Regions from separate parts of the Mus musculus genome. Here regions 2, 3 and 4 are each linked to region 1. Evidence: chromatin contacts called from public Hi-C and promoter capture Hi-C data. All regions are on one chromosome and are shown on one strand. Each heading gives the region's core, a stretch centred on a gene start, on an enhancer-like site or on the middle of the called end of the contact. The rest is flanking DNA. Distances are from core to core; before and after follow the strand shown.

Evidence for each region. Promoter capture Hi-C pulls out the DNA fragments that hold promoters and counts their contacts. Hi-C and Micro-C count contacts between places; a contact is called where the count stands out from the background.
Region 2: a promoter capture Hi-C map of hippocampal neurons shows a contact between it and region 1, with 5 times the contacts expected there. The contact joins the promoter of Atf7ip2 here to the promoter of Grin2a in region 1. A contact is called at or near these places in 3 of 39 promoter capture datasets (embryonic stem cells, hippocampal neurons and stem cell-derived epiblast-like cells) and 1 of 9 other capture datasets (liver).
Region 3: a contact with region 1 is called in a Hi-C map of cerebellum, with 3 times the contacts expected there. The contact joins the enhancer-like site here to the promoter of Grin2a in region 1. A contact is called at or near these places in 1 of 39 promoter capture datasets (embryonic stem cells), 4 of 484 Hi-C or Micro-C datasets (cerebellum, cerebral cortex, cortical neurons and 1 more) and 2 of 9 other capture datasets (adipose tissue and embryonic stem cells).
Region 4: a contact with region 1 is called in a promoter capture Hi-C map of hippocampal neurons, with 3 times the contacts expected there. The contact joins the enhancer-like site here to the promoter of Grin2a in region 1. A contact is called at or near these places in 4 of 39 promoter capture datasets (cranial neural crest, embryonic stem cells, hippocampal neurons and 1 more), 13 of 484 Hi-C or Micro-C datasets (cortical neurons, embryonic stem cells, myocytes and 1 more), 1 of 115 datasets of contacts at active chromatin or transcription factors (embryonic stem cells) and 2 of 9 other capture datasets (adipose tissue and embryonic stem cells).

What each region holds. Positions count from the first base shown.
Region 1 is chr16:9,992,144-9,999,465 of GRCm38.p6, reverse strand. It overlaps Grin2a (glutamate receptor, ionotropic, NMDA2A (epsilon 1)), which reads left to right and starts at 3,653. Exons shown (of 14, transcript NM_008170.4): 1 at 3,653-4,643; 2 at 5,217-5,407; 3 at 6,915-7,322. The coding sequence starts at 6,933. Gm30668 (a long non-coding RNA gene) reads left to right here. Exons shown (of 3, transcript XR_384651.2): 3 at 2,016-2,257.
Region 2 is chr16:10,190,111-10,197,432 of GRCm38.p6, reverse strand. Atf7ip2 (activating transcription factor 7 interacting protein 2) reads right to left here and starts at 4,527. Exons shown (of 11, transcript NM_153123.2): 1 at 4,408-4,527.
Region 3 is chr16:9,817,132-9,824,453 of GRCm38.p6, reverse strand. The region is part of intron 3 of Grin2a (glutamate receptor, ionotropic, NMDA2A (epsilon 1)); the gene reads left to right. It also overlaps the pseudogene Gm19143. Among named protein-coding and RNA genes, the nearest start is that of Grin2a, 180 kb to the left of the region's middle. Within about 2 kb of position 4,738, at least 2 of the 459 cell types and tissues checked have an H3K27ac peak or open chromatin away from gene starts, as enhancers often do. A contact at or near this core is called in cerebellum, where this site is marked.
Region 4 is chr16:9,848,527-9,855,848 of GRCm38.p6, reverse strand. The region is part of intron 3 of Grin2a (glutamate receptor, ionotropic, NMDA2A (epsilon 1)); the gene reads left to right. Among named protein-coding and RNA genes, the nearest start is that of Grin2a, 140 kb to the left of the region's middle. Within about 2 kb of position 4,023, at least 15 of the 459 cell types and tissues checked have an H3K27ac peak or open chromatin away from gene starts, as enhancers often do. A contact at or near this core is called in cortical neurons, hippocampal neurons and ventral hippocampal neurons, where this site is marked.

The sequences.
Region 1 (7,322 bases), core at 2,404-4,903:
CCAGCCCTTTAGTTTTTAACAAATAAAACTCAGTTCTAGGCTCAGCACTGATGATGAGAGAGGAACATGTGAGGATAGCATCAGGGTCATCCCAGATGTAACTCCAATTTCTTCAACCTCTGTTCACAACTGCTAAGATGTGGAATCAACCCAGATGTCCACCAGTGGCCGAAAAGAGACTGTGGCACAGATAAACAGCAGAGCAGTATTTGTCCACAAAGAAGGATAAGATTTGGTCATTTGTAGCCAAATGGAGGGGACTGGAGGACATTACATTATATCAAATAAGCCAGACACAGAAGACAATGACTGCATGTTCTTTACCATACATAGAGGCAAAAATTTGTCATGAGTAGTTAGGAGGTGGGAAAGATAGAAGGTAAAGCAGGTAAATGGGAACCCAGACACGCTTGGGTAGAAAACTATGTTCTGGAGCTATAAAGTGGAGGGGCTACTGTAGTTCAGAGTAACCTGCTACACACTTCATGCAGACACCAAAGACAGGAGCCTGGAGGTTCCAAACATGGAGAAGTGCTAGGGAGAGGAGAATTCTAGTTAGTTAATTTGATCAGCTTATGAAATAACATGTGTTACAATAATGTCCTGGGTTCCATTACATCTGTAAAGATTGCATGGCCACAACAATCAAATTAAATAAAAGTATGGTTGAAGTGGAGCTCAATCGGTCGAATGCTTACCCAGCATCACAGAACCCCATGTTTAAGCCCTAGCCTTACATAAACCAGATGTGGTGGCACATGCACTTGTAATCTGAACACTTGAGAGGTGTGAATAGGAGGGCCATAAGTTCAAGGGCATCCTCAATTATATCTGTGAGTTCTAGGCCAGCTTGAGATACATGAGGCTTCATCTCTTTCTCTTCCTTCCTTCCTTCCTTCCTTCCTTCCTTCCTTCCTTCCTTCCTTCCTTTCTTCTTTTTCTTTTTCTTTTTCTTTTTCTTTTTCTTTTTCTTCTTTTTTTTTTGAGCAGGGTTTCTCTGTGTAGCCCTGGCTGTCCTGGAACTCACTCTGTAGACCAGGTTGGCCTCAAACCCAGAAATTCGTCTGCCTCTGCCTCCCAAGTGCTGGGATTAAAGGCGTGCGCCACCAACGCCCAGAGAGACTTCATCTCAAAAACCAAACTCAAACCCAAAAAACCTAAATAAAATAAAACAAAAACAAAAATATGTGTTTGTGGCCCCACATCTGGTGTTCTGATAGAATAAGGTAAGCATGAATATTTTTTAAAGTTTTTTTTATTTTAAATTTTTACTTTAAATTTTGTGTATATTGGTTGTGGGTTTGTGTTCCTGAGTGCAATGCCCATGAAGGCCAGAAGAGGGCATTAGACCCTCTGGAGTTGTCATTAAATGTGATTGAGAGCTGCCTTCCATGGGTGCCAGGAACTGAACCCCTGTCTTCTAGAAGAGGCTGAGCCATCTCTCTAGCCCAGCATGCTAAATTTAAAAGCCCCACAGTCTACAGCTCACATCTGTTTATTAGAGAAGACTGGGCACCAATGTGTTTATTTGTACAGAAAGCTAGCAATCCAGTAATTGCAAATAAACAGGGACCAAAGACATGGTCCCATGGGAAAAATTACTAACCACACAACCGCACAAGCCTAACAACTCAAGTTCTGTCCTTGGAACCAATGTAAAAAGGCAGATATGGTGGTATGAACCTGGAATATTAACACTTTTCCTGTGAGATGGGAGGCAGACACAAAAGTAGCCCCTGGAAGCTTAGCTGACAGCCAGACTAAGATACACAGCAGCACAGTACAAGACAGACCCCGCCTCGGCAAGGTGCAAGGAGCAAATGATTTCTGAAAATTGCCCTGTGACCTCCACATGGCATGGCATGTGACACTCTCTTCCCATAAATAAATCTTTTTAAAAGTACAAAAAGAAAGAAAGAAAGAAAGAAGGAAAGAAAAAGAAAGAAAAAAAAGAAAAGAAAGAAAGAAAAGAAAAGAAGAGAAGAGAATAAAAAAGGCTTTTGTTTTTTCTCCAGGCACTTGAAGAGAGAAGGGTGAGACTCTGAGCCATCCATTGTCATTAGAGAACAAGCCAGTGAACAATGCAGTGACCACTGAGTTGCATTTGTGTGCAGCCAACAGAAGGAACACAGCTACTATGTGGCATTTGAAGTCAAGATTACAGTTTCTGCCACTGGAGCCCCCTCTTTAGCCTTGGTTTCACTTTTCACTCTGAGGCAAGGTCTCAATAAATTGCCCATGCTGGCCTTGAACTCACTCTGCTGCCCGTGGGTACCCTGCACTTGATTTCCCCACCCCGGTCGCCACATTGGCCACACCACTAGGCCTGGTTTTCCCACTGTGTTCATTCTTTATGATTTATGTTTCAGGCCTTTGCTTGTTCTCTAGATAGCTTTTAAAGATGGGGCTTGCTCTGCCTAGGCTGCACAGCCTCCTTAGTAGCTGGGGCTGCAGGTGTGCATTTATCTGAGCTAAGGCAGTGTAACATTCTCAAGTTCTCAGGTCAGAGTCTTGCATGATATCCATGCAAGAGAGAGGCCCAGCTTAGCCCGGCTCAGTCCAGCCCATTCACAGCCCCAGTAAATGGACCATTGCTCCAGTTTCTGCCTCTGTTGTATCACATTGCCCACCCCCATCCCCTTTTCCTTTACCGTCCAGATTCTGTCTGCTTCCTTGTTTTCTTTTGTGTAAAACCCCAGGGTATTCCACACACAACATCAGCTCCACAATAAACCCACGGGTCTCCAGGACCAGGGGCTCCTTTCTGTAGCCATATCGATCCCCCCTGGATGAGTTACTTTAGAGGGCTCTCATTTTTTCTTGGGTACCTACTACGTGTCAGGTTTTGTTAAATCTTTGACCATTGTCTTTTTATTGCAAAATAACCCTGAGAAATGGCATTTATTTATTTATTTATTTATTTATTTATTTATTTATTTTTACTGCTGTTGCTCGCCTGCTTTTTCAGATTATCAGTCATTAAAGGAGGAGGGTGACTCCTGAGTTTGGCAGACCTGCAATAACAAAAGCTACTACTCAGTATAGGAGTCCAAGAAGTTTCTTACAGTTGGTTCTCTGAACAAGGTGAAGTAGGCTCTGTGTTTGTTAGGGGCAGCTTCTGGCTGGGCTAGGAGCTGGCTAGCCGGCTAGCTGGCTAGCTCTCTGAGATTTTTTTTTTTTTTTTTAAATAAAGATCCGGATGCAATTCTATTCTTATGACTTAATCACTGTGGAGGCCAGTACTCTTAATACTTAGGATTTTAACATATGCATTTGGAGCATAAACATCCAGGTGACATGAGGCATCAAGGGAAGGGAAGAAAGGCAGAGACAGGTGTTGGGATTCAAGTGACTGACCGTACAAAGGTCAAATGTAGACATCTAACAAGGAGCCTCATGCCCAGCTGCTAGAATTGGAGCCAGTCAGTTTTCACAGCCAGTTAGCCCCAGGCTCTTGGCTTATCCGTTCTGGTGACTTAGAAGAGGCAACCACAGGGTTACGTTTTGTCTCGAACAACTTAGAGAAGGAAGCAGCAAGTGTGTATGTGTGTCTGTGGGTGCGCGTCTGTGTGTGTATGTGTGTGTATGCGCGCGCGCACGCGTGTCTGTGCTTGGAGAGAGTATATATGTTTCTGATTTTAAGCTCCCGGCTCTCTGACATCAGAGTGGGTTCCCATATCAGGGTGGTGAGGCATTGAGAGAAGCATCCTGGGCGGGTGTGTGCGTGTCGGCGTGCCTTGCGTGGAACAGAGATTGCTGCACCCAGCGCCAGGCACTGGAGGAGGAGGAATCCGTAGCAGAGATCTGAATAATTGATTCTTCAGCAGCACCAGACGCCCGGGAGCGGGCGGAGAGCGTGGTTTCAGCACCAAGGTTGCGCGCCACCGCAAGCTCCCCCCGTCACCAGCCAGACACCTAGGTCGGCCTTGTTCCGCTGCCGCCGTGCGCTCCAGAAGAGGGTGGCCGCGCTCCGCGTCGCCGCCTAGGGACTGCGGGGTCTGCCTTGGCCCGCCTCCGGGGTGGGCGGCTGCAGGCGGACCAGAGCTCCAAACAACGTCGGATTGCGCGGGGGTTGCTGCGTTGCGTCTCGCTGGCTGAGAACAAGTCCTAAGTTGCTGTGGTGGGCGCCTCTGCTTTCCTCTATCCTCCTAGGCGACCGCAGCAGAAGCGTGCCCTAGGATCCTGGCTTCTCCAGTGTTGTGAACCGCGGTGGCCAGGCTCTTTCCTGGGCTCCCGCTGACCAAGTGAGGAACCGAACGCCCAGCTCGGAGCTGGCCCTTCAGCGAAAGGGCCAGGAGGGAGCTGCGGTCCTCTGCCTGCGCCCTTCTCCGCCAGGGACCGCGGGGATCCCCGGCCACACGCGCGCGCGCGCTCCCACACTCACTCACACACACACACTCACACACTCACGCACGCCAAGCAGGAGCAGGACTGCGGAGAGGGTGTCCAGGCGCGCTCAGAGGACCTGGCAGCCGCTGTCCGGAGTGGAGCATAAAGCTGAGCCAGGGCTCTAGGAGAGAGGCTCCTGGGGTGCTGTGCCTGAGCATGGGGCCGGATGAGCTCTGAGAGTCGCGGCGGCAGCAATCAGCCCTGGAGATGACCAGGGGTGGCCACTGCTGAGAACTATGTGGAGAGAGGCTGCGGTGAGTGCTGGCGCGGGACGCCGAGCCTGGGAGGGCCCTGTGAGAAGCTGGTGGGGGGAAGGTATGGATAGGAGGGGGCGGCAGGACGCACAAGAGGGTCGCTACGTGGGAGTGATCACACCTCCCTCGGGGATCCGGGACCGCGGGAGCCCGCGTCCTTCCCTCCCCCTCTTCTCCTCCCGGCTCATAGCAAACTCAGCCAGCGCCCCCTCCTTTCCTGCCCCCCACCCCCCACCCCAGGCTCAGCAGCTCCTGGTCGCACAACTCCCAGTAGCCGGGCGCCGAGGTGGTGGTAGGGGGTGAGGGTGGAGGTTCCCACTAAGCTTCTCGTGGGTGGCCAACCTGGGGCTTCCACTCTCCGGTGCGTCCCTGAAAGGAGCTCTGGTTATCAGCCACAGGAAGTGAAGACCCGCACCGAGGGTGTCATAGGCACCAAGCTCCAGCTCCCTCTCTGGTCGAGCCCCCAGGGTGCATAAGGGGGCTGTGAGCACTGCAGACTGCATCCCTCCCCCCACCTTCCCTTAGCACTGGTGGGCTGACCCTGCCTCTCCATCTCTCCTCCGCCCCGGTTAGAGCCCTGCTGCAGAGCCTCCGGCTGGGATAGCCGCCCCCCGTGGGGGTGATGCGGACAGCGCGGGACAGCCAGGGGAGCACGCAGGGGCCGCAGCATGCGGGAACCCGCTAAACCTGGTGGCTGCTGAGGCGGCCGAGATGCTCGTGCGCGCAGCACGCCCCATTGCATCCTCCACCTTCTCCGGCTACAGGTACGTCCTAGTTGGTGATACGGACTTCCCGGGCCTGGGAGGATATAGGCTCAACCGGTGAAGAGAGAGGAGAGGGTTCAGTAGGGAGATGGGGGGAAAAGAGCGAGGGAGAGAAAACTGGAGAGGGAGAGCCCAATGGCGAGGCGTTGGAGGAGCACCAGGTGGCGCTGCGGCCCTGCACTCCACCTTGCTCACCCTAAAAAGCCAAGGCTGGAGTTTGCCCCAACTTCCCCCGGGGTGCAACAACACCCGAGCCGAAGGGCGCGCGCTTGTACACGCGTGCACGACCGTACAGGCATTTTCAGGCAAGCACTGTTGTGCACCTGGCACAGTGCTTGTGTGCACACCGTCTGAGGACGTTTGAAGGCTCCAGCTGGCCGTGGGCATCTCTAAGGCGGCCTGGGGATATGCGCAGAAAAGCGCGCGTGTCTGTTAGCGTGTGCAGCCCACTGCCCACGTGCATCTAAGATTTGGCTCCAGGGTCTGCAGTGGAAAGACTGAGGAGGGGATGCACACTCCTCATCTATCTGAGAGCTTTTTGGGAGCCTACCCCCACCCCCGCACGTTCTTTGCCAGCTCCCACGCGCTGGCCCACTTGCGGGGTGTTAGGGTGGGGGTGGAAGGCAGAGCTCCTACTCTCCAGAATTCAGCATTTCACACGGCATGAGATTGTATGTTGCTTGTGCGTACCCGTGTGTAGGGGGCGGGTCCAGGGAGGCTTGACATAGAGCTTCTCCCAGCAAGGTAGTGGTGGGGAGTCCGGCCTCAAGTTCCCCTGTGCACCTGAGAGCCCGGGGTCACAAAGAGCACCTACACTTTCAAGCGCTTGTTGTAACCCTCGCATGGGGGGGGGGTGCGGGATCTGCAGCTGGTGGGTGCCACTAAAGGAGCAAGGTCTGTGGCGCACTGGGCGAGCTCCGTGGCGCACTGGGCGAGCTCCCAGGGGGTGGGGTCAGTTAACCCTGTAGGCTCGCCACAGACTCAGGCTGCAGTATGCAGGCACCGCCTCTCACGCTAGGGCTAGTCCGGAGTTCGCTGCTCCTGAGCAGGGGGCGGGGTCGATAACTTGGTCCACGCACTTGCGGAGAGAGAGGGTTGCAAAGAGGGCTTGGCCTGGGCTTCTGATTGTGGGTGGTAGTGGGGTTCATGGCTCTCTGGGAGCCTAGGAGCTGTTGTCTGCGTCAAATTTGGGGAATCTTGTGTGGAATTTGGACCCAGATGGGATTGAGGGAGTCAGCTGGAGACAAGAGAGAAGGAAGGAGGATGCCAGGATGGGCTTGGGGACAGGGATGGCAAAATAGCTCGGCTTGGACTGATACGTGGAGATGGACATGGGTCGAAGAATGTGGATGGCATCAAGGATGAGTATTCTAAAGAGTGACAAAAACAGTCAGAGCTGGTGTCGGGTTTCACATTCGACTCTCAGAGCGGGTGCAGGGGCAGTCTATCCTGTTTCCTGGGCCCCTCACTGACCACCACCTGCCTCTCGCTCTCCTCCACCTTACAGGGACCCTAAGTGGCGACCATGGGCAGACTGGGCTACTGGACCTTGCTGGTATTGCCGGCCCTTCTGGTCTGGCACGGTCCGGCGCAGAACGCGGCGGCGGAGAAGGGTACTCCAGCGCTGAACATTGCGGTGCTGCTGGGTCACAGCCACGACGTGACAGAACGCGAACTTCGAAATCTGTGGGGCCCGGAGCAGGCAACCGGCTTGCCCCTGGATGTGAACGTGGTGGCGTTATTGATGAACCGCACTGACCCTAAGAGCCTCATCACGCATGTGTGCGACCTCATGTCCGGGGCGCGCATCCATGGCTTGGTGTTTGGAGATGATACGGACCAAGAGGCTGTGGCTCAGATGCTGGATTTTATCTCCTCACAGACTTTCATCCCCATCTTGGGCATTCATGGGGGT
Region 2 (7,322 bases), core at 3,278-5,777, 200 kb before region 1:
TACTGTAAAACAAAACAATAAAACCAAACAAGTTACTTTCAGTAACCTTGCCACAAGACTTCATGAACCCTGCAGTCTTACATATTCCATACCTGCAAAACCCCAGTGTCATGTGGGCAATACTGTCACATTCTGCTACCACTCTGGAAAGCCTCACCCTTTTGTACCAAATCTATAGTGGTCTATTACTATTCTTTGGTGTCACAATCTGAGGAAATATTTTCCTAGTAGGTTGTTTTCAAGCATGGAGCCTCTTCAACAGCATTCAAATTAAACTCTCTCCTTTTAAAGGCAATTGGTAAACCAGGTGGGGTGGCAGTGCATGACTTTAATCCCAGAACTCAGGAGGCAGAGGCAGATGGATCTCTGTGAGTCCATTCAAGGTTAGCCTGGTCTTCAGAGAGAGAGAGAGTTCCAAGACAGCCAGGGCAACACAGTGAAACCCTGTCTCAAAACAACACAAACACACACACACACACACACACACATACACACATTGCATTTTTAGACCCATTGGGCTGCTTACAGGATGTGCAGTGTGTTCCAGGTTCCCAGCTGTGTGAGCTGTCACCCATGTTGGAGTGGACTTTGGTGATTCAGCCATCTTTGAGTCATTTCTATTAATATAAGGTACCTATATTCCTTTAAGTAACCCCAATAAAACTTATTGGTTCCCAATAAAACAAATTGGACTTTGGTGGTATCCACTCTCTGGTCTGTCATGGGTTCCCTATCTGGGTTGAGCAGACCTGGGTGTTTTGTCTCCCCAGAAAAGGTTTTGTCATATATTATGTGGTAAATGTACATATATGGCCCAATGAGATTAATTTTCTTAACAGTGCTATTCATGAACTTCTATCTATTAATAAAGTGAAATGTGTACCTATTTTAATTTTTATATTACAATATTTAAATTGTAAATATGTAAATTATGTGTGTATATCTGAGTATATATATGTACACTGTGAGGCCGTAAAGCTGTGTGACTTGGGGAGCCATTTGGGAGCAAGAGTGAGGTCAAGACATGTCTAAACCCTGAAAAATCTCATCCTGAGATTGGCAGGGGTAGGGCTGTTTCCTTCTTGCTCTGGGCCTGCATGTCCCAGCACATGTAAGCCTTACAACCTCTACCACCCTTGAGGTAGTCACATAGCCTAATGGCCAAATTACAGGTTAAACTTCCTCTATTCCTATAAGGACATATCCAGCAAGCACTCAGAATTCCTCTTCATGCAAATGAAGCATTCCCAGTACCCCAGTCTCAGCCAATGATGTACACTCACCCTCAAGACCCCTACCCACTCCTCAAGGCTTATATAGCTCTTATGTACCCTCACTAAAGAGAGCTGTTTCACTGAAAACTTCTCTGGGGATGGCTATATCTCCCCTACTCAGGACTGAGATTCTGCTAACCCATCCTCCTGGCTAAGCTTCATTCCTTCCAGTCCAGCCCAGTGCAATAACTGCCTAGATACCCTGAGGGCAGAAGCAACCCAGTACATGGTGCCAGTGAAGATGAGAAGAGACCAGATCATGAGATTCACTGAACTGGAGTTGATCCCTTGGGACAACAGGTAGTTATAAAATAACATGTAAGTACTAGGAACCAAATCCAGATCTACAAGAGTACTCTTAACCGCTGAGCCAGCTCTTCAGCATCTAAAACTGCATTTACTTATTTATTGATTTAGTGTGTGTGGCAATGCCAGGAAAAAGTGTAAGTGTTTGAGTGTACATATGCATCATGCCCTGAGTACACTTAGAAGTCATAGGACAACTTGTGGTTGTTGGTTTCCTCCTGTTACAAGATATTTAATCACTGCACACAGAAAACCTAATTGTTAGCAAAATAAAAGTTTAAATAGATACTGTATTTTTCAGATGGCTCTAACTTTTTGCTCTGCTTGGCCTCAAACTAATGCTGGCAATCTGCTCCAACCTTCTGGCTCCTCATTCTCTGACTCATTCTGTCTTTACCTATGTCTAGCTTGTTCTTTCTTCAATCTGCCTCTGTAAAACTATCATATATTATATATTTTTCCTACCTTTGGATGATTAGAGCAAAAAGGAATGGAGTACTAGAACAGTCCTCAGCAACTTTTACCATGGCTGTCAAGCTTTTTCACAACAATATTAAACACAGTACTGCCTCAGAGGTTTATTAATGGAAATTACATTTAGAAGTGAGTGCTCTATTCAGCTGGTGACTAGATTTAGAACCACAAACCTCACTTACACCTTTACTCACAGTCAAAACTTAAAATCGTATCTGATCATCTCCTCCCCACCTCCACCCCCTCATTTGGTGGGAGTGTTTGTGTAGTGAGGATTGACTACACAGCCTCATTTATGCTAGGCATTACTCTACCACTAAGCTATATTCTCAGCTTTTACTATGTTGAGACAATGATGCCCAAGTTGACCTTAAACAAACTCTGTAGTGTTCAGGTAGACCTTTCAATTATGATCCTACTGATTTACCCTCCTGAGTAGCTGGATCTACAACCCTTAGCTCCTTTTAACTCATGGTTTTCTCTTTAGATACTGCATAAGTACAGAATGATTTACCTATACTTCTAAAGATGAGAAAAAAAAAAAAACTATCCAATTCTACTGCTATGTGTGTTATAGGATAAGTCCTGGTTTAATTCTCAGAAAGTAAGATAGCTCTGAAGGTAAAAGACCTTGCTATGCAAGCCTGATTCCTAGATTCTGAAGCAACAAATCCCAAAAGTTGTACTTTGACCTCCACACATGAACAGGGACATATACATGTCCACAAAAACACAATACTTTTATTATTGTGTATATATCAGAGAACTACAGAATAATGCATGCAGTGATGAAGGAACTATTAACTTTACCAAAATTCAAAACATTAAGTAGCAAGGAAATATAATGAAATTGAAGACTAACATCAAGTACAAGGTCAATAAAGTAAGCCAAAATATCCAAGAGTTACCTAAATTGCATTAGTTGTTAGATATATTTTTAAAATGTACTGCTTACATATTTCTGCTGAGGTAAGAGCTAATCTTAGAATATAGCTATCTAGATCCATACTAAGTTAGGGAGACTAACTTAACGTTAGATTCATCTTTTCTAAAAATATTGAGGGATAAACAAAGATAAAAGGCAACCGTCACAAGACTTAAAATTCACTGCATGCAATTAATCTTTCATCTCATGGCATTTCACGTTTGATTGATTGCCTCTGCTTTCGAAGTGCTGGGATTTAAATCGTGCCTGATGGAAGTCAGGTTTTTTTTTAAGCAGAGAGACCATTGTTGTTTCCTTTGTTGAGACATATCATTTAGTTTGTTTGACAAATTTGGAAAAAGATGAGAATAAGAAATTGCTATTGCTATTTTTTTTTCTGTTTTTAGGCACCATAAAAAATCAACCTCTACCTGAAAGGAGTTCAGCATCAATTCACTATGACCTATTGTACTGGGCTACTGAACTACAATTACAACCCCTAGTGAACGCATTAAGAAAAACTTTAGTGGTCATGTAGACCAGCCATAAATTTTTGTTGTTGTTGTTGTTGTTTTTAGACATTTATTGTAGAAAGGCAGGCAGAGAGGGAGAGTTTAGGGAAGTAGAGGCTGGCCATGGCCACATGGAGAGTGGCGGAAAGGAAGATGGAGAGAGGGGGGTAAGGGGGCCAGAGTAAGAGCTAAGAGAGCAGCCATAAATTTCTATACTATGTGTCAATGACTGCTGTCTGTCTGCTTCTGTAAACAAGGCTTGCTTGCTCCCGGTCAGCTGCCTTTATGAGTTCCTCTTTGCCTTCAAATGTTAAAGCAAATTGCGGGTCCTGCTGCTTTTCTGCCAGGGGCAGCCCTGCGGGTGGTGAATGTAAGTTCCACAAAATTTGACTTATTCGGGCTTGACGGGGTGGGGTGTCTTTCCTCAGGTACTCCATACCACCGCCCAGCGAGCTCCCGATGCTGGTCTTTATTAGCAAATCCGTCCAAACTTGCTTCTCTCCCTCTGCTGTCTGTCTGCCTAACACAATCCCAAATGGCAAGCTGCATTTTTCTTTTTCCCAGAGTAAAACGACCCCATCCATCACTGTACCTGATGTACAGACACTGGGAATGGGCTGCACCTCATCGGTTCACCTGCGGTACCTGGAAGAGCGCGCCGCAAACAGCAAATGCCAGTTCCCCACCCCACCGGGTCGTTCTGCCTCAGGCGGCGCCCCCCTGACGCTTCCGGCTCCCCACCTCCCCCGCTACTCCGGCTCCACGGGGCCAGGTAACTCCCAAGTCCGGCCAGGAACCTGGGTGCACACTTTATCCGGCCTCCGAGGGCCGAGCGCCGCCATGAAGCCGGCCGTAGGCTCCGCCAACGGCCTCCGTCTCGGAGCCGTCGCCCGCCCGTCGGCCGGCCGCAACGTACCTGGAGCGGCGTCGCTCCTCAGCCGTCCTCAGCCGTCTTCCGCCGGCCTCAGCCAGAGCCGAGACCCCAGACAAAATGACCCGCGGTTGGGCTGGAGCTAGACTAAATCTCCCTCCCTCTGCCCCCGGGCCTCGTGCCAGCCAATGACAGAGCGAAGGTCAGAGAGCCCAGCCAATCACAGTGGCAGTGGGCGGGGAGCGGCGCGGCTCAGGGAAAAGTAAACTGACTGAAGGCCGGCCTCAGTCGCCTGGCCCTGAGTTTCAGGCCAGGCGCTCAGCTCAGCCAGCGCGAGGGAGGCGTGGCACGAAGATTTTGATGGTGTTTGGGAAGTTACTACTAATGAAACCTTCTCCACAGAAACAAGCCCCCGAGGAAAAGGATTGTAGATTCCAACTGTGACAATTCGGTTGACCTGGAACCGGGATGGCGATTGGCCAGTGAATTCCAGATACCACAGTGGACTCCAAACTCTGCCGCTTCAGGGAGCCTTCACTGACTTCTGTGGAGCCTTTATTTCCATAGCTCAGTTCAGAGAAGGGACTGAGGAACCATGAAGAACAGTGTTTCTCATCACTATAACCAGATGTGCTCTGGAGACAGAGAGTCTCACGGCCAAATGGGAGCTGTTTGCAAAATGTTCTTGACTGGCAAAGCTGAATTGCTGAGGTGCTAGAGGAATCAACTTGCCGGTTGTCACAGTCTTCTTTTACACACAGGGCAATATGGGAAAGTCCGTTATTTGCATGCTATGGTCCACTTCAATCTCAGCAAGCAGGATGCAGGGAATGGCTGATCTGGGTGGGTTTAAGGCCAGCCTAGGTGAACATTAGGCCCACCAATCTAAAAATAAATGAAGCCGGGTAGTGGTGGTGCACACCTTTAATCCCAGCACTTGGGAGGCAGAGGCAGGCAGATTTCTAAGTTCGAGGCCAGCCTGGTCTACAGAGTGAGTTCCAGGACAGCCAGGGCTACACAGAGAAACACTGTCTCAAAAACAAAAACAAAAACAAAAACAAAAACAAAACAAAACAAAACATAAAAATAAATGAATAAAAATAACATTATAGTAAAATGTAGCCTTGTGATGACTTGTATATGCTCAGCCAGGGGAGGGCCACTATGAAAAGGTGTGGCCCTGTTGGAGTGGGTATGGTCTTTAAGACCCTCCTTCTAGCTGTCTAGAAGCCAATATTCTGCTAGCAGCCTTCAGAGGAAGATGTAGAACTCTTAGCTCATGCCTGCTTGGATGCTGACATGTTCCTGCCTTGATGATAATGGACTGAACCTCTGAACCTGTACACTAGCCCCAATTAAATGTTGTCCTTTATAAGACTTGACTTGGTCATGGTGTCTGTTCACAGCACTAAAACCCTAAAACAGAAGGTGGTGCCAGGGACTGAGGTATTGTTGTGATAGGCTGGACCATGCTTTTGTTTGGAAGAATGTGGATTTGGGTACTTTAGATTTGGAAAGCAGTGGAATGCTTTAAGCTGGGCTTAATGGCCTATCCTAGTAGGAATATGGAAGACTTTGTTGCTGAGATTGATTTGAACTGTGAAGACCTGGCCCAAGAGGGTTCAGTGGAGAATTTCAATATGTGGCCTAAAGACTGTTTTTGTGGTATTTTGGTGAAGAATGTGGCTGCTTTTTACCCTTGTATGAAGAGTCTAGCTGAGGTTAGGGTAAAATGATTTATTATACTGATAAAGGAAATTTCAAGAAAGCCCAGCAGAGACTTTGTTTTCTGGTTAGGTCTCATGAAGAATATTTTGAACAAGTGTAGCAAGCTTAGAAAGGCAAAATATAAAATATATGGTATTAAAGGGGCACCAGGAAGTAAATGGAGCTGAATCCTTTGTTCAAGGATATTAAATTGAATTAAGGAGTAGTGGTCTTGGAACAAGTCCCACCCAGCTAAATTTAGGTCCAGGCACGGTAGTACAAGCCTTTAATCCCAGGAAACAAATCAAGCATATCTCTGAGTTCAAGGTTAGCCTAGAACACAGCAAGTTCTAGGTAAAGAAAAGCTTAAGTCTAGGTTTGGTGGACCATACCTTTAATCTCAGTGTTTAGGAGATAGGCATGCAGATCTCTGAGTTCAAAGTCAGTCTACAGAGTAAGTTCCAGGACAGCCAAACTTAGGCAGTGAAGGAGTTGGAAAACAGAAAGCTGGTGATAATGTAATAGAAGAAGGGATTTGGGGGGGGGGGGCATGACCCCAGCAAGCAGCAGAACTTGGCAGCTTTGGCCACTTGGTTCTGGATTTCAGAGTCCAGAATAGAAGGGACTACTGGAGCAACTGATGCTGGTTAGCTGGAACTAAGAAATTAATGGCAATTAAGAAGAGACTAGTATCACTGAGGTGAAATCTTCTGGGAAATGTCTTCTGAGAACAAAAAGAAGCTGTGTTCCAGAGATGGCCAAGATGCTGCAGCTGTACTTGGTAATGAGTAAGTCACCCAAGTGGTACTGGTTTTGAAGGCATGAAGGGGTCATGAAGAGCATATGAGTCTTTGTGAGAGGCCAGGGAAGGCTGTTGGTGAAAGTGCAGTCTCAGTTGCAGTTGATGGTCCAGAACTGAAGAAGCCATGCAAAGGATTTGAGGCTTGGCACTATGAAGAAAGACTATGAGAGGTATTGGTGAAGCCAAGTTGCAGTAGAAGACCCAAGTGTATTAGAGATGCCAGTACCATGAGGGCAGAGCTGGAGATATGACCCCAGCCCTTTGGATAAGCCCAGAAGATCATGTGTGGATTCCAGACATTGAAACAAGAAGCTGTAACATTGGACACCCCAAGATGTTAGAGATGTCAGATCCATGGACTATCTGCTGAGGAAATCTGCTAACAGGGAGTGGAACCAGCCCAGGAGAAAGATGTTTGTTGCAGTCAACAAAAATGAAAAAGGAGTCGGAG
Region 3 (7,322 bases), core at 3,489-5,988, 180 kb after region 1:
ATAGACCCTGCCTCATGACAATAAGACAGAGAGGGATAAAGGACACTAATTCTTCCTCTGGCTTCTTTCCTCACAGGTGCACAGATTTGCACAAACTAATTGCATGTACCTTCCTCACGTATACGAGCAAACCAAGTTAATTCCACTTACAGATATTGATGAATTTTGAAATGAAATAAATAGGTTCATGACCTCATGTAGGGAAATTGCTCTTCTTATAAAGTTCACTATGTTATGTCAGTTGAATGATTTTTATTATTTTGACTTACATGTGACTCGCAATTTGAATGTGTTGACAACTTTTAGAATAGGGAGATTCTGCAGGAGAAGAAAATTATTTCTGGGCTAGAATGACATATAGGGAGATCGGGAAACACCATGTGACTGATTCTCTTCTGACTATATACAATCAGAGTCTAGTAGTTGCTGGGCCCTGGGATGGAGTGTTGATGCTAGGTTTATCTTAAGCTGTCTTCAACCTTCCCATGGTTTCCATATTTCTGATTTCCACAGCATGGAAATCTTCAACTTTTCTCACAGAGCCCTGCAGCTGCAGATTGGATGTTGCCTCAGGAAGCCTACTGTGACTGCCTCCCTTATCTGCCCACACACCTTGTCCAGAAATGTCCCTTTGTACATCTAAAGTGGGTCACTAGCTTCAGGGCTGAAGTTTTTGATGCCTTCCTTCACTCTCATTCCTTCTGAAAGCATCTTTCTCTCTGGCCAGAAGTATTTCTAAGGACTGAAATAGCCTTTAAGTCTCTTAGATTCTTCTACTCCTTAGTTGGAGAACTATGAACAAACATCTATCTGGATTTTTCTATCCTTCCCAATCTTGATTTCCATTATGTTCTCAGGGTCTCATGTCTTGAAAGGGCTTGCAAGTCAACTTTTGCACCTCAGTGATTGCAAAGTGGAAAGAGCTGCACCTTCTTATAATATTCTTGTGTGTACACATGTGTGTCTGTGTTCTATGAGACAGGGTCTCTAGCAAACCTGGAACTCACCAGTGAGGTTAAGCTGGCTGGTCAGTGAGCCCCAAGGAACAGCCTCTCTCTTGCTGTGAAGGCATGAGGAGTTGATTCCAGTCTACAGAGCCTACATCCAGAGCCAGGCACTGTGGTCATGCTCCCAATCTGAATGCTGGAATGCTTTCTGCCTGTTAGTCAATAGTGAAACTGTAACTCCAGTCTAGATTTCTCTGGGAAGAAAACATACATCATTTCTGCTTTCTGATGCTTAGCTTAGATGAGTTTTCTTCAGGTAGACTCATAAAGAGGTCAGCATGGGGAGGGACCCATAGGATTGTGATTGTCTCATCACAATCTCAGCAATCTTGTCTGGAGAGGAGACAGGCCAAGGAGAGAATGGAAGCTTCCCTCAGTCAACTGTCTCTCAGGCTAGACAGGAGGTCCTAGAGTATGATTTTCCTCACAGCACCTTTTTGCTGTGCTGTTTGCATGTGATAACTGAACCCATCCTCCCAGGAAGGAGGAGTCACAGCCACAGACTGTGGTGCAGGCTCGGAGGTAGCAGTGTCTGCAATCCATATGTGAAGCACCTCCCAATACACACCACCCACTTTCCCCTGCATCAAAGACTAGAACTAAAAACCCAAGAAGAAGTCAAGGAACTCAGCAGGTCCCTATTTCCTAGAGAACAGGAGGGTAGAGAAGGGAGAAAATGAAAGGGACACTCAGAAAAAAGGCAGTCATGGGATGCTGTCCATAACTAAAGAGTCAGGATACTTAGAGGAGACTTTGCCTCTCTCTTCCCAGATCAGTGACTTCTGTGTAGACTACATCATCCAAGGTAACTTTCCTTTGATTTTAATTTTCTGGTCCTAACTCCTTTAAGGACACAATGCTTAGGGCATAACTCCGTGCTTCTTCCAATAAGTAGCTCAAATGGTAGAAAAGGGAGAGTTGTAAGTATTAAGTAACTTAGGTTCTAAGAGAGGGGGGATATTGGCTTTTACATTAACTCTGGACAGCTGAGATACGATAGCCTTTAATTTTCTTTTCTGCTTTCCATGGAAAGATTCTGCTTTCCCTGTGGCAGTCAACGTGGTGCAGAGGAAGGAACACTTTCCCCAGGAGGGCTCTTTTGGTGTGGGTAGATGGGATACCTCTCAAAGGTCTAAACGAATTCAAATAACTGGAACCTGATATGTTTCCTAGTTGCGATTAAGAGTCTTCAGATGGATGTGTTATCTTGGCTTACCTGGGGTTGGGTGCCATGTAATCGAAAGGCCCTTGCTTGGTGGAGGAGGTAGAGAGAAAACATGACCACAGAAAACCAAGTTTGGAGTCATGGTGATAGAGGGAGTCATGAGAAATATGAGAAGTCTCTAGAAACTGGAATAGGCAAAGCAGTGAACTCTCTTCTGCAGTTTCCAGAAGGACACAGTTCTGCTGATATCTTGATTATAGACCAGGGAACCCCATCTGAAACCTACATCCTCCATAACTGTAAGATAAATGTGTTTTAAACCACTATGTCTTTGGCAATTTGTTACAAAGGTGAATGGATACATGGATACTGACTGATCCATAATGGCCCATGCTGAATGGTTTTTGTGCATATATTGCTTGGTTCCTCCAAAATATTATTCTAATAAAAATTTGTGTGTGTGTTCACATGTATGTGGGGGACACCACTGGCCTGTTCTATTACTCTCTGCTCTAGTACATTGAGCTGGATTTTCTCACTGACACTGGGGTAGGTTGATGGCCAGAAAGCCCAAGTGAGACTCCTGTCTCAGGGATCATGAGTTTAGGGGATGTCACATCCACACTCAGCTTTCTGTGTAGGTGGTGACTCTGACCCCAGGTTCTTAGGCTTTCATGGCAAGGGTTCTTACCCATGAGCCATCTTTCTAGTCCTCTTGAGTCTTCCCTCTTCAGTGCAGACATCACAGGCTGTCTGGAGAGTGCTCAATGACACATCATGTGTCAAGCAGGGGTTGAACTTAGTCAGTTGACACCCTTTTCTGTCCCTAGTATAGCTGGACACTCTGACATAAAAACATTGTTTTTGACCCAACGGTTGCCAAGGAAGCTACTTTGTGCATTTTTTTTTTGTGCTGTTTTGAGAGATGTAGCACACCCACATAATGGAAACTGTGGTTCATCACTTCTAACAAAATAATTTTAAAAAAAAACCTTATCTATATTTACCTGTAAATTAGACTATGCTTGGGCACTCTGCTAGAGAAACTTAGGGTTTTGTTCCCAGTACATTATTTTGGCAAACAAGCTACATGGGGGAATGCCTCTCAAGTTGTTTCTTGTCTTCCTACTTCTAAGACCAGCATGTGTAGAATTAACCATAGGGGATGAAAATTTTAATAGTAGAGTCTAGAAGATGAAACTTGAGCCATCTGAACAGTTTTCCCCACTTACACATGAAGACATATCTCAGCATACTTCAGTGGCAAAGAAAACACCTCAGATCACAAAGTTAATGACAGGCTACTTTATGTCTTATGACAAATCTTCTACCAACCTGTTGGATCAAGCCTGTGGTATCACAGTACCTGAATCAAGCCTATGGTGTCACAGTACCTGAAACAAACCAAGCCTATGGTATCACAGTACCTGAATCAAACCAAGCCTATGGTGTCACAGTACCTGAAACAAACCAAGCCTATGGTGTCACAGTACCTGAAACAAACCAAGCCTATGGTGTCACAGTACCTGAAACAAACCAAGCCTATGGTATCACAGTACTGCAGCAGAAACATCAGCTTCTCTGTAGTTCTCATGCCATAAAGATGTTTTAAATGTTAGAAAAAATAAACAAAAATCCTGGGAAATACATTACCAGAAAGAGGAAGATAAGCATCGAACATGTACATGGTTTTTCTGCTGAAGGTTAGTCTACCTCTATGGGTGATGTGCCATTATCTCCATCCAGGGCTGGTCTTTCTTCAGTTACAGCAGCACTGGTATCATTCACAGTAGGCTCACTCATCAATATCAAGTCCAAGCTTGATCATCCTGTAGGTCCTGTTAGCATGTGTCTGGGGATCTTCACTAGACCAAGCTTGATCATCAGGTTAGCATGTATTTGGGGATCTTCCAGCCTGAAGGCAGAAGATGAGAGGCAGCTCATACTCAAGGTGACCTGATCCTTCATGTACCCATCACTCTTGTTAACTTCTGCCTTTTGCCTTAAGGTTTCAGTAATGAAGTGGCCAGGGTTTATCTCCAAGTGTCACTTGTCATTGGGTTGTCTCTAAGGGTTTGTACTTCATTATTCTCTCCATGTCTGTTGTCCACCCATATGTGCTTGTCCACCCATACAGCACAGGGATGCCACCAATCAATTTGATAGAACCTCCTTTTCAACCCTTTTCTCCATGATGTCTCTCATAATTTTGTAGTTTTCAAGCCTTATCTTTTTCTCTTCATGTTCCTTTTTTCTCCTCTTCATCTTCCAGGTGTACTGGTCCTTCTATGATAACTGACATTAAGGCCTTGCCCTCAGATTCCTTCAGCTCTTGCACAGGACACTCACCAATGGACTTAATCATATAAATCACTCCTAAACTCCCCTTTGGATGGGAAGTTCTAATTTAACATGGTCTGCTCTGTTGGTTCAGATCTACTTAAACAGAAAATGCTTTTAAGTATGCTTATTGACCTCTGATCCTGGCACCATCACACATGTATGCTTTAGCTAGCCACCCGGGAAGTCATCCATGACCAGCCGGAAAGAGAAAGCCATGCATGTAATTGGATATGACACATCAGCTGAGAATCTCCTCAGGGAGGGACAAGGAGCCAAGACTGATGAACGTGTCAGAAGTATCCAGAGAGAGCAGTGTTTCCACTCTCTGGAGAAAGAGATAAAGTGTTGAGGAAGAGGGAAAGGGCAAGGAAGGGTGGGAGGCTTCTGCTGGAATAGGGTAAGAAAGATGAGTAGGAAGCATTTTAAGTAAGATTTTGTGGGGCAATTTGCCAATCTCTACTATGGCACACAGAGCATTGAATGTGATCTAGTGGATTTGTTTATTTTTGGTGTGTGTGCAGTATATACGTGAATGGTACACACTCGAGTGTGCATGGATGTACCTGTACACGCATGAAGGCCAGAGGAGGGATATGTGTGTGCTGCTCTATCAACACCATACTCTCTTGAAACAGGGTCTGTCTCTGAAGCTGTACCAGGCTGGTGACCAGTAAGCCACGGCAATCCCCCTGCATCCCCTTCCCACAGCACTGGGGTTGCAGGCACATGCATGGTCACCCCTGACATCTTGTACAGATGCTGGGATTTGGACTCAGGACCCTGTGCTTGCACAGCAAATGCTCAATACTCTGAACCATCTCCCCAACCCTCATTTTTTAAAAATAATTTTGGTAAGAAATCCACAGCATAAGACACTAAGTTTATCATTTAAAAGAGTGTATTTCAGCAGCACAAAGCATATTTATTTTGTACTGACATTTATATTATCTAGTTCTATTATATTACCTGACATGTATATTATCAAGTTCTAGAATATTCTGTCTCTGCAGTGGAAACATATCTACCAAGAATGGTGTCCCATTTCATCCCATCCCTGAATACTGACAACCTGTGTTTGTCTTTTTGGATTTGCCCACTTGGGATATTTTACTCAAATGGTATCATGTTACAGAATCATATCATAGAAATGTACCTGGCTTCTTCCATTCAGCATAATGTTCTCAGGTTTGTCCTTTTGCAGAGGGTGTGGAGACCCACAATTAGACATGAAAGAAAAGTCAATTAAAGCTTTGTGTCTGGGCTCAGACACATGTTTAAACTTGATTAGTGGATATTTATTTTACAAAATGACACTGTGGCATGTTTGTTATGTCACATGTTTTAACTGTGCCCTCTCTTCCTTGTCCCTTCCTGTCCCTGGTCATCACTCTGCAGTCAGGCTTCTTTTTTTCTTGTGCGTGTGTGTGTGTGTGTGTGTGTGTGTGTGCATGTGGGTGGGTGTGATACCAAGGGTCCACGTGCAGGAGAAAACATGCAGTGCTTATTTCCATTGGGCCTACATTTCATTTCTTAACATAATGCTTTTCAGTTCTATTCCTGACAGTGGTTTAGTTTGGTCTTTATGGGTGTGTGTAGAGCGCACACTTGTTCTTCCTTCACGTTTCTGTGCATGGGTTCCTCAGCTGGCCCCTCATTTTGGCTGCAGTAAACAGTGCTGAAAACAATGTGACTGAGTAGACGTATTGCCCACTTTCGCCACAATGGGAAAGCATCTGATTGATGAGGCAGGGCCTTCTACTGAAGTTGGAGGACTCAGACACACATTAGAAGAGAACAGCAAATGGTGGGACAGGCAGCAATGGCTGTGGTGTAGCAGTGAATTATGGTGCATTGCTTTCACCACTTACGTAACATATTTCTCTACATTTCTGAAACAAGGTTTAGACTTTTTTTTAAACTAGAAAACGCAGGCAATGTTATCACAAAAGTCACTGTACAGTGATTTCAAATCCAATAAATGAAGGCAATGCATGGCCATCCAATAAAAGATATCTAAGACTGGCCTGCATAGGCAGAGGTCCTGAGGCTGAATAACATGCACAGAACAGGACTGGTTGCTGCACGAGGATGACCTGGGATTAGGGATTGGGTTTAATAAGGCCTTAGTGTGTCTCAGTGATGGATTTGTTAGTGGAGAGTAGAGTCGGATGTTAAATGTGTCTTTATAAATGAAGCTCATTGAAAGAAAAGCAGAGAGTGGTTGAGGGCAGTGAAAAAGACTCTAACAATGTCAAGAAAAAGCAAAGCGGGCTCAAGACATGGCTCCATGTCTAAAGACCTGTACCTCAAGCTTCACTTCCCAGCATCCACACAGAAGCAGGGCGCAGTGCCCATAACTCCAACATGGAGGGCATGCAGAAGATGGACCCCAGGGAACTTGCTGGCCTGCCAGTCTAGCCCAAAGTGGGGTTCTGTTCCATCAGAGACACTGCCTCAAAAATAGGTGGAGAGTGACAAATGACAATACCCAGGGCAGCCTCTGGCTTTCACAGAAATGCATATGCATGTGTACTGCTTATTTGTGTGTGCACATACATATATACATACGCCACCATTCACACCTCCCACCTCCATCCTCCCTCCTTCACATGCAGCCATAAAGAAAGCACAGAGGCTTGAAGAAGGACCATTCTTTGAGAGAGAACTTTGGTGAAGACTTGACCCCATTATGGGACCCTTTGGAGGAAAAGCAACTGAATGGGGGATGCTGAGTGGGAGGAGCTTTGAGGCTCCACCTCCCCATTGTAAGCTGACTGCTTAGAACACCCTCATGCTGCTGAGCACCA
Region 4 (7,322 bases), core at 2,774-5,273, 140 kb after region 1:
CAGATAACCCCCTGAGGCCAGCTAGTGCTGTCTTTCTGGGCATAGGGGTAGGGCCGTCTTTGACAGAAGGGCAGCCTACCACAGGCCACACCATGCAAGGAAAATGACACTTGCCTTCAGTGATCACCAATCACCGATATTCCTCAAGTAGGTGTGGATCTCATGAAGCCCTTCCCTCACCATGCCAGAGAGTTGACTGGCTTGACCTTGTGCAGGTCTTGTGCTACCATCCATGACAGTTGCCATGAATTCATGAGTGCAATGGCAGTATAATGTCCAGATGACACCATTTGCTGGCAATCTTCCCCACCTCCAGCTCTTATAATCTTTCCAGTCCCTCTTCTATGATGGAACATCCTCTTTCTCAGTCTGTCATACCTCAGTCTCCTCATCTGTGAAATGGGGATGATGAGGCTAATTATGAGGAAGGAACATGTTAATTTAGATTAAACTTTGCAGGGTACCCAGGAAGTTCTCGGGCTGGTGGTTTTGTTAGAAGATCCAACTACATTCTGACTTTTCATAGTAGAAAAGTCTTTAAAAAAACTCAGTAAAGGTAAGATTTGGATCCAAGTTTTGCTGAAGTGTGTCAGAGTCCTGTGATGAGATGACAGTTGTATGAATGTATGGAGTAGAACGTTCAGACTGTCATTGTTTGTATAGTGTGTCAATAGTCACAATCTACTGTCATCATTTGTCATGAGGGCCCCTGCATCTTTAGAGTACAGTTGTCATTAACCCAGTAAAGCCACAGCCCCTTATTTGGAGATCAGGGTCCTTGGGTTCTTTTCTTTGTTTGTTTGTTTTTTGTTTTTTGTTTTTGTTTTTGTTTTTGTTTTTTGTTTTTTGTTTTGTTTTGTTTTGCTTTTTTGAGACAGGGTTTCTCTGTATAGCCCTGGTTGTCCTGGAACTCACTTTGTAGATCAGGCTGGCCTCAAACTCAGAAATCTGCCTGCCTCTGCCTCCTGAATGCTGGGATTAAAGGCATGTGCCACCACACCCGGCTTCCTTGGATTCTTTATTTGAGTATTTTTTTCTTGTGTTTTTGGGTGTGACATGTGCACATGTATGTGTTTGTATGTGTAGGTATGAGTGTGTATGCATGTAGAGGCTGGAGGTGCATGACTGGTGTCTTCCTCTATCCTTCTGCATCTTATTGTTTTGGGACAGGGTCTCTGATGGAACCATGAGCTTGCTAATTCAGCAAGATTGGCTGGCCAGTGCGCCCCAGGGATCCTCTTGTCCTCTCCTTCCTACAGCTGAGGTTACAGGCACCTGCCACTGCACCTGGCTTTATGTAGGTAGAGTTGGGGATTTGAACTTGGGTTCTAGTATGTGCAAGACAAGCATGGTACCATCTGAGCAATCTCCACAGCCAGGTTTTCTTGTTCCATTATTAATTTTTTTGTAATTAGTAAGCAAAATAATGGGGTTCACTACATTTTATATGTGCATAGCATTGTGCTTTGCTTAGATTCACCCAACTACCCTCCTTCATCCCATCTCCTTGCTCCCCCTTCCACTTAAATATGCCTTCTTTACTTTTATTTCATAATATACATATATAGTTCTTGATTCCACATTAGAGAAAGCATGAGAGACTTTATTCCTAGTCTGATGATCTTCTCATTTTTTCCTTTCCATGTCCTTAAAACTTCTACCATACAATCTTGTAGTCCCGTATGTGTGTGTGTTTGTGTGTGTGTGTGTGTGTGTGTGTGTGTGTGTTGTGCGTGTGTGTGTGTGTGTGTGTGTGCTCTCGTGCACAGACATTTGACCTGGAGCTCATCAGTTAGTCTAGCTGCCAATTGGCCTGTCTCCCTAGCACTGAGGTTACAAGCATGTGTACTGCACTCGGAATATTTTTGTGGGTGCTGGTGGTAGAACTCAGGCCCTCATGCTTGCAAGTGCTTACTGACTGAGCCATATACCAAAGAGCATCCAGAAACTGTGAAGACTTTTAATCCAGGATTGGTCAGCTGAGTATCTGATTACATGCTCAGAAGCACTCACCGGAGTCCAAATGGGAGGTCAGCCGGAGAGAAAGAGAGCAAGCAAGAGATTATAGATGCTGGGTGGGAGCTGAGTATCATTTTGCAGAGACAAGTGATCATTACCTGTCTACACAGGGAACAGGCTGGGCACAGGGAACACAGTGGCTGATGGCAAGGCTCCGGATACTATCTTGGAGGGACACAGACAACAGAGATACCAGCAAGTGAGGGGCTACATGCCTGCCAGGTGATAGTGCCTGGAGGGAAGCAAGGCTGACATCATCAAGAGAAGTGAGCTGATGGATGAGTGTAGGGAAGGCTCTAGGGCTGCAGTGTTGAAGGGAGCAGACAGCTATGTGGATAGCTGCAAGGGGGTTCTGAGGCATGTCAGGTACTGCACAGCTGGGTGCAGAGGCAGGTTTTTGGAAACAGCCAGGAAGTCAGTGTGTCTAGGGATGGAGAGAGGAGTAGCAGGCAGGTGGGAAGGAGCATTGAAGGTTCCTTCTCTATTCAAAAGTCGACAGAGAGCTCAAAAGACCATGGAGTAGTGGGAAAGGACATGTATAGGGTGGGGGAAATTCATGTTTCTCCTTTCTTTATTTTTTAAGATTTATTTTATTTTTTAGGCGTGTTTGTATGTGTTGCATGTGTGTATAGGCAGAAAGGGTGGCTGGAGTCCCTGGAGCTGGAGTTGTAGGTGGTTGAGAGCTGTCCTGGGTGCTGGAAACTGAACTTGGGTCTTCTGGATGTGCAGCAAGCATTCTTGCCACTGAGCCACTGAGCCAGCCCCCATGTTCCTTTGTTCTAACCCTTGGCCTTCCCACAACACTCTCTCAAATTCTGGTCCCTTCCTGGCTTCCCATTATTATTATTTTATTATCAATTATTATTTTATGTTTGAGCATGCAGTGAGTGCAAGTGTGTCCGTTGTGTGCATGTGTGTGTGGGTGTGTGCATGTGCATGTAAATGTGTGCATGTGTGTATAGGTGTGTGCATTTATGAGGGTGTGTGCATATTGTATGTGTACATGTGTGTGTGAATGTGTGTATGGGTATGTGCATGTGTGTGTGTGAGTGTTCATGTGTATGTGTGCATGTGTGTGTGTAAGTGTGTACATTTGTGTGGGTATGTGCATGTTGTATGTGTACATATGTGCATGGATGTGTGTATGAGTGTGGGCTTGTGCATGTGTATATGTGTGTGTGCATGTGTGTATTGGTGTGTGCATCTGTGTGTGGGTGTGTGCATGTGTTAATGCCTCACAGCTAGAAAGGAAAGACTGAGCAAGGAAGCAGAGTATAGGGTGGACAAAAGTGAAGAGAAAGGAGCTGAGGGTGGACAGCATTCTTCCTTAGCATTCCTGAATCACTGGGCAGTGACTCCCAGCACTGCATACAATAGCATGGTGGTGCATACCTGTAAACCAAGCACTGCACACAATAGCATGGTGGTACATACCTGTAATCCAAGCACTGCACACAATAGCATGGTGGTACATACCTGTAATCTCAGCACTGCATAAAATAGCATGGTGGTACATACTTGTCATCCCAGCACACAGGAGGTAGAGGCAGGAGGATGAAGTATTTAAATGATTTGAAGGTATCTTGGACTATGTGAGACTCTGTCTCAAACAAATACAGGAACAAAAGTAAAGAAAGAAAAGAAAGGAAGGGGAGTCGCACCTATTTCATTGTTATTTATTTATTTACTTACTTACTTTCAGTGCTGGGAATTGCACTTCATGCCTCAAGCTAGTCAGGCACTCTGCTGCTGGGCTAGATTCTCAGCTCAAGAGACTCCTTTTTCTAATTCTTCAGTATAAAAGCACAAAATAACAAGACCTAATACAAACAGAATATACCAACAAGAAAAACTTTCTTGTCAGGCAAATGCTTGGTCCTTGTGTAGACCTTCCTGGGATATGTGGATTTCTAGGTACCAAATTATGGGCATAGCGATACACCTCCTTCTCTATGTGGTGAGGACTCCCCCTCAGCACAGCAGTGGCAAAGGCCTGAGCACATGGCTGAATCAGGAGGAGGTGGTACCTAGGTTGTATGGATGCTGCCAAAGCAGTTGCATCGCGTCTGGCACAGAGGAGGAGGGGAACTGAGCATGTGTCTATTACATTTTCTGCCAGAACTGACAGCAACATTGAGTGATGAAAGAAATGTCATTGTATAACATTTAATGATTTTAAAAACAGATCTTCCCAAGAACACGAAGATGACTTGGAGAGTCTCTGAAAAAAACAATCGCTTCCTGTCCGTGGCAGTGCGACCTGCCCTTAGTCCAGGCTCCTGTCCCATGCCTGCTACAAGCCTCCAGGATGCTGTGGCTTCCATTGAGTCCCTGCTTTAATTGGCTGCATTCTGCAGCTCCTGCATGAATAAGGCAGGGGACGCTTTAATTGCAGATGAGGAGAAACATATGCCGGATCCCCCAAAATAACTGTTGGGGCATTAACTCCTAAGTGCGGTGTCAGGAGCCTCCGTGCAATGTTTTATTCACCATTTCTGTTCTCTTTCGAAGGTGCTGTTTTTCATTTGCATTTACATGAGTGCAGCCATGGGGGAAACATGTGACTGGGCTGGGGAGGCACTGTTCTTAGGAAGATTCTTCTTCTGGTTTTCCACAGACTTTGCAGCCTATGAGTGGGGCTTATGGCCTGCTCCAGCTTTGGAGAGGAGAAAGTTGGGTTGCAATAGTTGAGATCCCTACTAGCACATTTTGGGGACCATCAGGGAGAGGTAGCATCCATGTTTCTTTTCCCACTCAAATAACACAAGCAACAGTGACACAGGAATGGCCCAAGATGATCCTCTGGTGAAACTGGCCCATTGTTTGCTTTTATAAATAAAGATTTATTGGAACATAGTTGTCTTAGTGTTTTACTGCTGTGAACAGACACCATGACCAAGGCAACTCTTATAAAAGACAACATTTAATTGGGGCTTACAGGTTCAGAGGTTCAGTCCATTTTCACCGAGGTAGGAACATAGCAGTGTCCAGGCAGGCATGGTGCAGGAGGAGCTGAGAGTTCTACATCTTCATCTGAAGTCTGCTAGGAGAAGACTGGCTCATGGGAGGCTTTCAAAGCCCATCCCACAGTGACACACTTCCTCCAACAAGGCCACACCTACTCTAACAAGGCCACACCTCCTAATAGTGCCACTCTTTGGGCCAATCCTATTCAAACCACTGCAATAGTCATACCCATTCACTTATAGAACACATAAAGATGATCTCGTTTTCATGCTCAGTGACAGAGTTGAGATACTATGCACATTGCTTGTTTTGCAAAGCCATGTCCTTTGCTAAAAATGCTGAACTCGCCTATCTGGTTTTCTGAAAGGCACGGCTCTTGATGTGGTAGGGGGTTGGAACCCAATGGAAGAGGAGGATGAAGAATTGTAGGAGCCAGTGGGGTGAAGGACACAAGGAGAATTTGTCCCACAGAAGTAACTAAGCAGGACTTATAGGGGCTCACAGAGACTGAAGCACAAATCTTGGAATCTGCATGGTTTACACAAGGTCATTTGCATATGTGTTATGGTTATATAGCTTGGTGTTCTTGTGGAACTCCTGATAGTGGGACTAGGGAATAGAAGGTAGTTTGTCTTCTCTTTTTTTGTTTTTCCTTCTACTGGGTTACTGTGTCCAACTTTGATATGAGAGTTCATGCCTAGTCTTATTGCATCTTGTTATGCCATGTTTGATAGACATCCATGGGAGGCCTGCTCTTTTCTGAAGGGAAACAGTAGAGCAGTAGATCTAGGGCAGGGCGTGTGTGAAAAGGGGAACGGGGAAGAGAGGAGGGAAGGGAGGCTTTAGTCAGGGTGTATTGTATGAGAGAAGAACAAATTTAAAATTTAAGAAAAAATAAATGGAGCTTTAAAAATTTAGGCAACATTTAGATTAAAAATCATCTACTTGGGAAAAAATTCTGTACTGGGTTTAGTGGCACAGGGTTGTCATCCCTGCTTCTTCGTAGGCTGAGGGAGGGGTCACAAGTTGAAGATCTGCCTGAGCCATAGAATGGATGCAAACCCAACCCAACCTAAGTTAAACCAAGCAACCAACCAAGCCAACAAATAAACAAACAAAATGCATGTTGAGCTTTGGCTTTCTAACAGAGCTTAGTTCTTACTCATCTGTTAGTTGAGTGTACCTACAACACTGCAGTGGCAGTAACTGCTGGGACCTTCAAGCATTTATGAAATACTTCAAGTCTCACTCCCTCCACAGTCTTTGAAGTGCATGGTCTTAGTGGCTGTTTCTAAAGTTGCTGTGAGCAATAAATGACATGTGCTCAGTGAGGGCTTGTTTGCAGCAAACAGAACAAAGGCCAATTGTCAATGAATATGATATTTCCATTGAGTTCATAAAAACCAGAGGTACCCAGAACATCTTTTAAGGTACTTCTCCATGGGAAGCCATGTGGATGGACAGAGTAGAAAAGGATGAGGATGCTCCTCTGGAACACCTTGGAGGAAGGAGTGGAACATGGCTACCAACTAGCATTTGGTTGGCAGGTGCAGTGTCATCTCTAGCTCTGAAGTAGTGCAGTCAATATTGCCTTGGGCCAATTGGAGAAGCAAGGTGTGGTTGACAATGTGCAGGGGTCCTGGAGCAGAAGAGGACAGGCTTCCTCCTACAGATGGTGGAGGGGACAGAGGGCTACATATGCAAAAGCCCAGAGATCCTTACATTTGATAGGGAGATTCTAAGAACACCCACTTTTGAGTTCTCCAGCTCTTTCCTTTTAGAGATGTCTCTATTGAATGGCATTAGTAGGTCTTCCAGGGGTCAGTGCTGAGTTGTCATGACTGTCCTTGTGGCTGGACTTCATCTCTCATAGTCTTTGCTGGCCCACTTGTGTAGTTTCTGGGGCACATCTTTCTGCTCTCATCTGACAGAAAGGAAGGCTTAGAGGGCTGGAGAGATGGGTCAGCAGTTCAGAGCTCTTGCTGCTCCTGCAGAAGACCAGAGTTCAGTCTTGAGCATGCTGGGTGGCTCACAACTTCCTGTAACTCCAGGTCTGTGCTCTCTTCTGGCCTCTTGGGATACCTGCACACACAACACACAACACACACACACACACACACACACACACACACACACACACACACACAGAGTAAGAAGGGGCACTTAGAGATTTGCTTTAGTGATTTTATTAAATCTAAGGGCAAAGTGATCTCAAATTTGAGTCTAGAAAGTGGTTTTGGCTTTATATTAATGGCTAGGCAAATCCTTCAGGCTATGCTGGTTTCGTGGTACACACAATTCTCATTATGATGAATGTGGTTCCCTCTATGGACTAC